Regions from separate parts of the Sus scrofa genome. Here region 1 is linked to region 2. A link is a contact called in public HiChIP or PLAC-seq data. All regions are on one chromosome and are shown on one strand. The core of a region is the stretch at or near the end of the contact, and the rest is flanking DNA. Distances in the headings are between cores, read along the strand shown. Region 1 has its middle 34 kb from the start of HIBADH. Region 2 overlaps JAZF1 (JAZF zinc finger 1).

Region 1 (3,268 bases), core at 119-2,618, 200 kb before region 2:
TAGCCTCCAAAACACTTTTATTTGTAGTAAATAACTGTGGAAGAATTTACTTATTCTATTTTTTTTTTTAGCCAAATCTTAAATGACAAGAACTTGTAACTTATTAAATAGAAAAATATCTGCTTGTTCAGGTTCTAAGGTGAAGTTTTTCTGAATGAATTTGGATACAATTCGATTTCAGAAATGGAACCATTAAAATCTGAGTATTATGAACAAACCGTTATTTACAGAAAATAGTGCTTAGTTCTACACACTAACATTTTGTCCTTCCCACATAAATATCTCGGTACATGCACCATCTGAGTGTATAAAATTAAACTACCTGAAAAAAAAAATTAAACTACCTGAACACCTTTAAAAAATTAGAGTAAAATGTAAAAATGTCTATAAAAAGAAATTCATTAGAGATTTCAAAATATCCGTAAGTGCTAAATAAGGTTTCCAGAAATCAGTGATTATGCTGAAACGTGTCACAAGGGGAAACTGTTAACAAGTGTTACTTTGCCAATGGTAGGAAGATTGCCAACCTTTAATTGGCTTTAAAGTTGGTGTTCTATCAATGGTGTATTGTAAAAAGCAATAATGCCCACATTTAGGATTCAAGCCTGAAGTGGGAACTCTAGATTCAGCTAAATGTAGCACTCTGCCCTAGTCCTTTTAATTAAAAATATTCAAATGCTTGCCTTTTAAATTTGATTAGGATGTTTATTATCATGTTTTTATGAACCGCAGCAACAAAAGATGTTTGTCTACAATTTACAATATACAATGACCCGTCAATCCCCCTCTGGCTTTGCTATGCATTAACCGCTTTATTTTAATGGAAATACGGAGAATAGCTCTTTTGAGGCTGCTGGGAAGATGGCATTCTTCCTTGGCTTCTGTAGGGGAACGTGTCCTCATTAATACATGCAAATGAAAGATCGTAATATCTTTGATAACAGAGCAAACCATGCTCTGTCCATTGGCTTCTGGATTTGCTCACTGAGTTCCTAAATACCTACTCTGATCTTAATCCTCCTGCGCTGCAGGAGCACTCATGAATAAAAATATGAACAAACAAATACGGAGTAAACTTCCTGGCAAATCGTTCCAAGAGGAAATCCCATCAGAAAGATCAGTTTCAACCTGCCTGAGGCTTCAGAGTGGGGAAATAATCCAGCAAGGATTTCATGGGCAACATTCATTATGTCGTATTCAGTACTCTGTCGATTACCCTGGCTGTTTTCTCCTGCTGGCTTGAGCGGCTTTGTGGATTAGGGAGCAAGACAAGTGTTCTGACTTCTGCAGGCTGCCACGTCATCAGACTGCCTTTCTATACCAGCCGTGCGGTTTCCCCTCTCCTCTTGCTCCCGCTGCCTGTGACACTGCACAGGCTGTGTTTCAGCTCATTGGCCACTGGAAACTGGCAAGGCCCATGCAGTGACCATAGCTACCAAGCCCCTGTGGCAGACACTGTTGGCTGCCTTCCCAAGGTCAGACCTCCTCTGCTCTGTCTTCCTTGCTGGCAGCACAGTCTCCCACAGCAGAGGCAGAAAATGCCAAGCACTTGCATTCTCAGCTTCTCTCGTGCCCTCAATTCTGGCCTGTGACATAAAGGGAAGTCTGCTGGGAATTTCTGGGAAAGAAGAAAAGAAAAAAAAAGGGTCTCCCCACCTCCCACCCCCAGCCTTTTTGTTTTCTTTTTCTTTTTTTTTTTTTTTTTTTTTTGTCTTTTTGCTATTTCTTTGGGCCGCTCCCGCGGCATATGGAGGTTCCCAGGCTAGAGGTCGAATCGGAGCTGTAGCCACCGGCCTACACCAGAGCCACAGCCACACAGGATCCGAGCCGCGTCTGCAACCTACACCACAGCTCACGGCAACGCCGGATCGTTAACCCACTGAGCAAGGGCAGGGACCGAACCCACAACCTCATGGTTCCTAGTCGGATTCGTTAACCACTGCGCCACGACGGGAACTCCCAGCCTTTTTGTTTTCAATGTGAAGGGTGGTGCTTGGAGCCCAGGAGAGCATCTTGTGAGAATGAGGGTAAAGATCCAGAAATTGTGGAAGATAGAAATTACCATGACATTGTAAAGCAACTATAGTTTTAATAAAACTTTAAAAAATGAGAAGGAAGAAGTTCCTGCTGTAGCGAAACGGGATCAGTGGTGTCTCGGTGATCCCCCAGGATGTCGGTTCAATCCCCAGCCCAGCACAGTGGGTTAAAGGATCCAGCGTTGCCCCAGCTGCAGCGTAGGTTGCAACCGCAGCTTGAGTCTGATCTCTGGCCCAGGACCTCCATATGGTAGCCAGAAAAAGAATAAAAGAAAATAAAATTAAAATAAAATAACCTACAAGGATATATTGTCCAGTACAGGGAATATAGGCAATATTTTATGCTTATAAATGGAGTCTAATTTTTAAAAATTGTGAATCAGGGGTTCCCATGGTGGCTTAATGGTTAACGAATCCGACTAGAAACCATGAGGTTGCGGGTTCCATCCCTGCCCTTGCCCAGTGAGTTAAGGATCTGGCATTGCCATGAGCTGTGGTGCAGGTCACAGACGTGGCTCAGATCTGGAGTTGCTGTGGCTCTGGCGCAGGCCGGCAGCTGTAGCTCTGATTCAACCACCAGCCTGGGAACTTCCATATGCCGCACCTGCTGCCCTAAAAAAGAAGAAACAAAAACCAAAAACCAAAACCCTGGTTTTGGGTTTATCTCAAGACCATGAGCAAAAGGAATCCTTTGCATCTGTTCTCAGCTAGAAAAATTGGCAAAAGGCCTACTGTTTCTCACAAGCATTACAGTTATTTGTTTAGGCAGAAGAATAAAATGTGGAAAGGATATTAAATGTGTTTGGGGATTGACTTCAGAGTCATGTGCTTGTATCCTAGGCCATCAGTGAATTAATTTGGAGCTTAAATATAAAATCTTAACTAAATCACCTTGCCTTAGAGTCTCTCCTTATTTTTCATATGGAGAATAACTATTGACAGTACCTGAATCTCTTCAGTGAGCTTGGAAAATTTGAGTTAACCCCAAGCAATCTATAATTTTATATCAGTTAGGCTTAGGCTCAACTGTGGGTAACAGAGACTCAAGTATAGAGGCTTAAACTTATTCATTGTTTATAACCTCTTAAAATAAGGTACAAAGTAAAGTGCAAAGTGTACATACTTACAGCTAGAAGATGAGTAAGTTCCAGAAATTTAATAAACAGCATAGTGATTATAGTCAACTATATTATATACTTCAAAATTCCTAAGAGCCTAGGCCTTTTTTTGCT
Region 2 (3,375 bases), core at 552-3,051:
AATAGTCCTTCAGGGTTTCTCTGCCCCTTGGAACATGTACAGATCTACCTGCAAAGGGACCAACTGATGAGCTGGTGCCCGTGTCACTCTTCTAGGTTTTACAGTTGACTTGACTGACATATTCTTAAGCTGGTTTAAGGGGGGCTTGGCTATGCGGCGGTGTGAGCAAAGGCCAACCCATCTGATGCTCCGGAATTGAGACAGTGGGGCCCAGGACAGCAACTCTGAGCTTGTTAGATATGCATTGTTTTTGGAAACTGGAGCTCTTAAGGCTGAAATGACTGCTTAGAACAAAAGAGGACAACTTTGCTATATGAATTGTATAAGCTGGAGAATTTATGCACTAACAGGACTGACTAAACAGCCAAAGGGGCTCTTAGACTAGATCCAGCCAGGGTAGTGATTCAGGTCTTCCAAAGTGATCCCCACAAAGGGGTCTCCTGAGAGCTGCAGCAAAGCAGGGGAAGACTGCTGGGAAAGACAGTGGACCTTTCGTTCCACAGCCGGGATGCTTTTTGCTGCAAGAAACTTTACTATAATATGGAATTTATCGCCTATAAAAAAATGTTGCCTAAAGGGTGGTTCCAGGTGGTTAAATTCTGTAGCACCCAGGACTCAGCTTCCTTCTATTTTATTCTTTTATAATAACCTTTTTTTAAAAAAATATAGCTGGAGTTCCCATTGTGGCGCAGGAGAAATGAATCCAACTAGGAACCACGAGGTTGTGAGTTCGATCCCTGACCTCGCTCAGTGGGTTAAGGATCCGGCATTGCTGTGAGTTGTGGTGTAGGTCGAAGACACAGCTTGGATCTAGCATTGCTATGGTTGTGGTATAAGCTGGCAGCTGCAGCTCTGTTTAGAACCCTAGCCTGGGAACTTCCATATGCCTCGGGTGCAGCCCTAAAAAACAAAAAAATAACAAAAATAACAAAATAAAAACATTATAGCTGATTTACAATGTTGTGCCAATTTCTGCTATTCAGCAAAGTGACCCAGTCATACATATATATATATATACATTCCCTTTCCTATATCATCTTTCATCGTGTTCTATCCCAAGAGACTGGATATTGTTCTCTGTGCTGTTCAGTAGGACTTTGTGGTTTATCCATTCTGAGTGTAATAGTTTGCATCTACCAACCCCAAACTCCCCGTCCATCCCACAGCCTCTCCCCTCCCCCCTGGCAACCACAAGCCTGTTCTCCATGTCCGTGAGTGCCTGTTATTAGCTTCACACACGTGATTTCATATAATCTCATAAAAACCCTCTTTTCCCCCCTAAGCTTATCCTGCCCGCCTCCTCGTTCCTCTCCTTATTGGTAACTGCTAGTTTGTTCTCTAAGTCTGTGAGTCTGCTGCTTTTGTGTTTGATTCACTAGTTTTATTTATTTAGCTTTTTAGGGCTGCACCCATGGCCTACGGAAGTTCCATGGGGTTGAATCAGAGTTACAGCTGCCGGCCAGCACCGCCACAGCAACACGGGATCCGAACTGCGTCTGCGACCTACACCACGGTTCATGGCAATGCTGGATCCCCAACCCACTGAGTGTGGCCAGGGATCGAACCCGCATCCTCATGGATACTAGCTGGATTCATTTCCACGGCGCCACAAGGTGGGCTTCCTGTTGTATTTTTTTACATTCCGCATGTAAATGATATACAGTATTTGTCTTTCTTGGACTTACTTCAAGACACCGTCTTTTAAAAAGATGACCTTTTCCCACCCTCCAGTCTAGCATGCGTCCTCTCATGTTTCACTGGTTAGACCTGCATCACGATATTAACTTTCTGTCAAGCAGTGGCAAGGAGAATAAACTGCCATCATGAGCTAGGACCAAAGTTTCTGATTCAGGCCTGGGGTGGCACCTAAGAATCTGCACTGCTCATAAGTTCCCAGGTGGCACTAAGGCTGTTGGTTTGAGAACGTCTGAGCTTAGAAGAAGATTTACCACCTGAATAGATTTAGAGCTCCTCCAGCGAATGACAAGGGGAGGGACAGTGTTGGGTAGAAACCAGCAACGGCAGCTACGCATGCTCTCTACAGAACGTAAGATCTCTGTTAGAACACTTGCCAGGGTACTTGCAAGTGGGGAGCTTGAATAAGACTAGCAACTTGTATCCCCAGTTTCCTAGACGGAAGCTGAAACCAAGCAAACTATTAAAAAATTCTTAGGAAGTAAACTGGAGATTATCAAGGTGTGAACAGCTTGCATAAGAGAGAGTTTTACTTACGGGATATGCCAAATGTTATAGTCTTTCTAAGGATTATACAGAAAAGTGTGGCAGTCACTGATGCTGTTCCCTAAGTATCTCTGGCCCTCCCATTTCTGGGCACATGATAGGGCACAGCCAGAAGACTTGATCTGGCCTGTGAAAATATATGGAAATGACATTCACGGTGATGCTTCCTCTTGCTACAGTGATTACAGAATGAGGGTCAAAATAAATCAGACTAGGTTCCTGGTTGACTAAAATAAGCAGAGCTTTCTTACTGAGCTACACGGCACATGTACAAGCAAAAACCAAACTTGTGTTAAGTCACTGACATTTGGGGAGTATTTGTTAAAGCAGTATAGTGAAGCCCATCCTGATTAAAGTATATAAAAATTTTATATTGCCACTAACTTATTATTTTTAGCTTAAGCACCCCTTCTTAAAAAGCCCTAATGATCCTTTAAGGCTTAGCTCAAGTTACATTTTCATCATCACTCCAGCCGACATTTATCTCGTGTGGATGCCAATTCCAACTATAAGAAAATTGCAAGGTTCAGTACTTGGCTATTTTATAATTACTCATAAATATTCATATCACCTCATGGATTAGACTGGCGACTTTGAGAGCAGAGACATCTGCATATCCTCTTGAGCAAAGGTGGAAAATCAGCAGCTCATAAACAGAATCTAGCTGAAGAATGGAGCTGTCAATGGTTTATAATATTTGAACTTTTCCTGTTTGCACACAATCAGGCGGTAATTGAGGACGCTTTGCCTGCTCACACTGGAGTCACACTGGAAATTTAAGAGCAGAGTGGCAAGCAGCCACATGGTTGCTTCATTACATGGTTGCACACTTTTTCTACCTATGGAAATTTCCATTTTCTCTGAATAATTTGACAGTATATATGGGCCTGTTCACCACCTCTTCCCCAAATGAACTAAGAAATGGAAGAGAAAACAGTGGTGATAATTTAAGGGCAGAAATCAGCTACTGGGATTTAAAATCTGGTGAGCTCACAAGTGGGAAGTGACACTGATCATTGAAAAGGAAGATGCTTAAGTGTAGACACGGACCTGGAGATGATCATGTTAAGTAAATCAGACAAAAACGAGTATCACGTGATTTCCCTTATTGGTGGAATCTAAATAAATGATACA

What was found. HiChIP or PLAC-seq counts read pairs in DNA pulled down with a chosen protein or histone mark.
Region 1: a contact with region 2 is called in an H3K27ac HiChIP or PLAC-seq map of skeletal muscle, with 8 times the contacts expected there. The contact joins two enhancer-like sites. A contact is called at or near these places in 17 of 47 Hi-C or Micro-C datasets (embryonic fibroblasts, epiblast stem cells, fetal heart ventricle and 9 more) and 1 of 2 datasets of contacts at active chromatin or transcription factors (skeletal muscle).

What each region holds. Positions count from the first base shown.
Region 1 is chr18:44,950,056-44,953,323 of Sscrofa11.1, reverse strand. No RefSeq gene overlaps it. Among named protein-coding and RNA genes, the nearest start is that of HIBADH, 34 kb to the left of the region's middle. Within about 2 kb of position 1,368, at least 36 of the 83 cell types and tissues checked have an H3K27ac peak or open chromatin away from gene starts, as enhancers often do. A contact at or near this core is called in skeletal muscle, where this site is marked.
Region 2 is chr18:44,748,702-44,752,076 of Sscrofa11.1, reverse strand. The region is part of intron 2 of JAZF1 (JAZF zinc finger 1); the gene reads right to left. Among named protein-coding and RNA genes, the nearest start is that of TAX1BP1, 160 kb to the left of the region's middle. Within about 2 kb of position 1,801, at least 1 of the 83 cell types and tissues checked has an H3K27ac peak or open chromatin away from gene starts, as enhancers often do. A contact at or near this core is called in skeletal muscle, where this site is marked.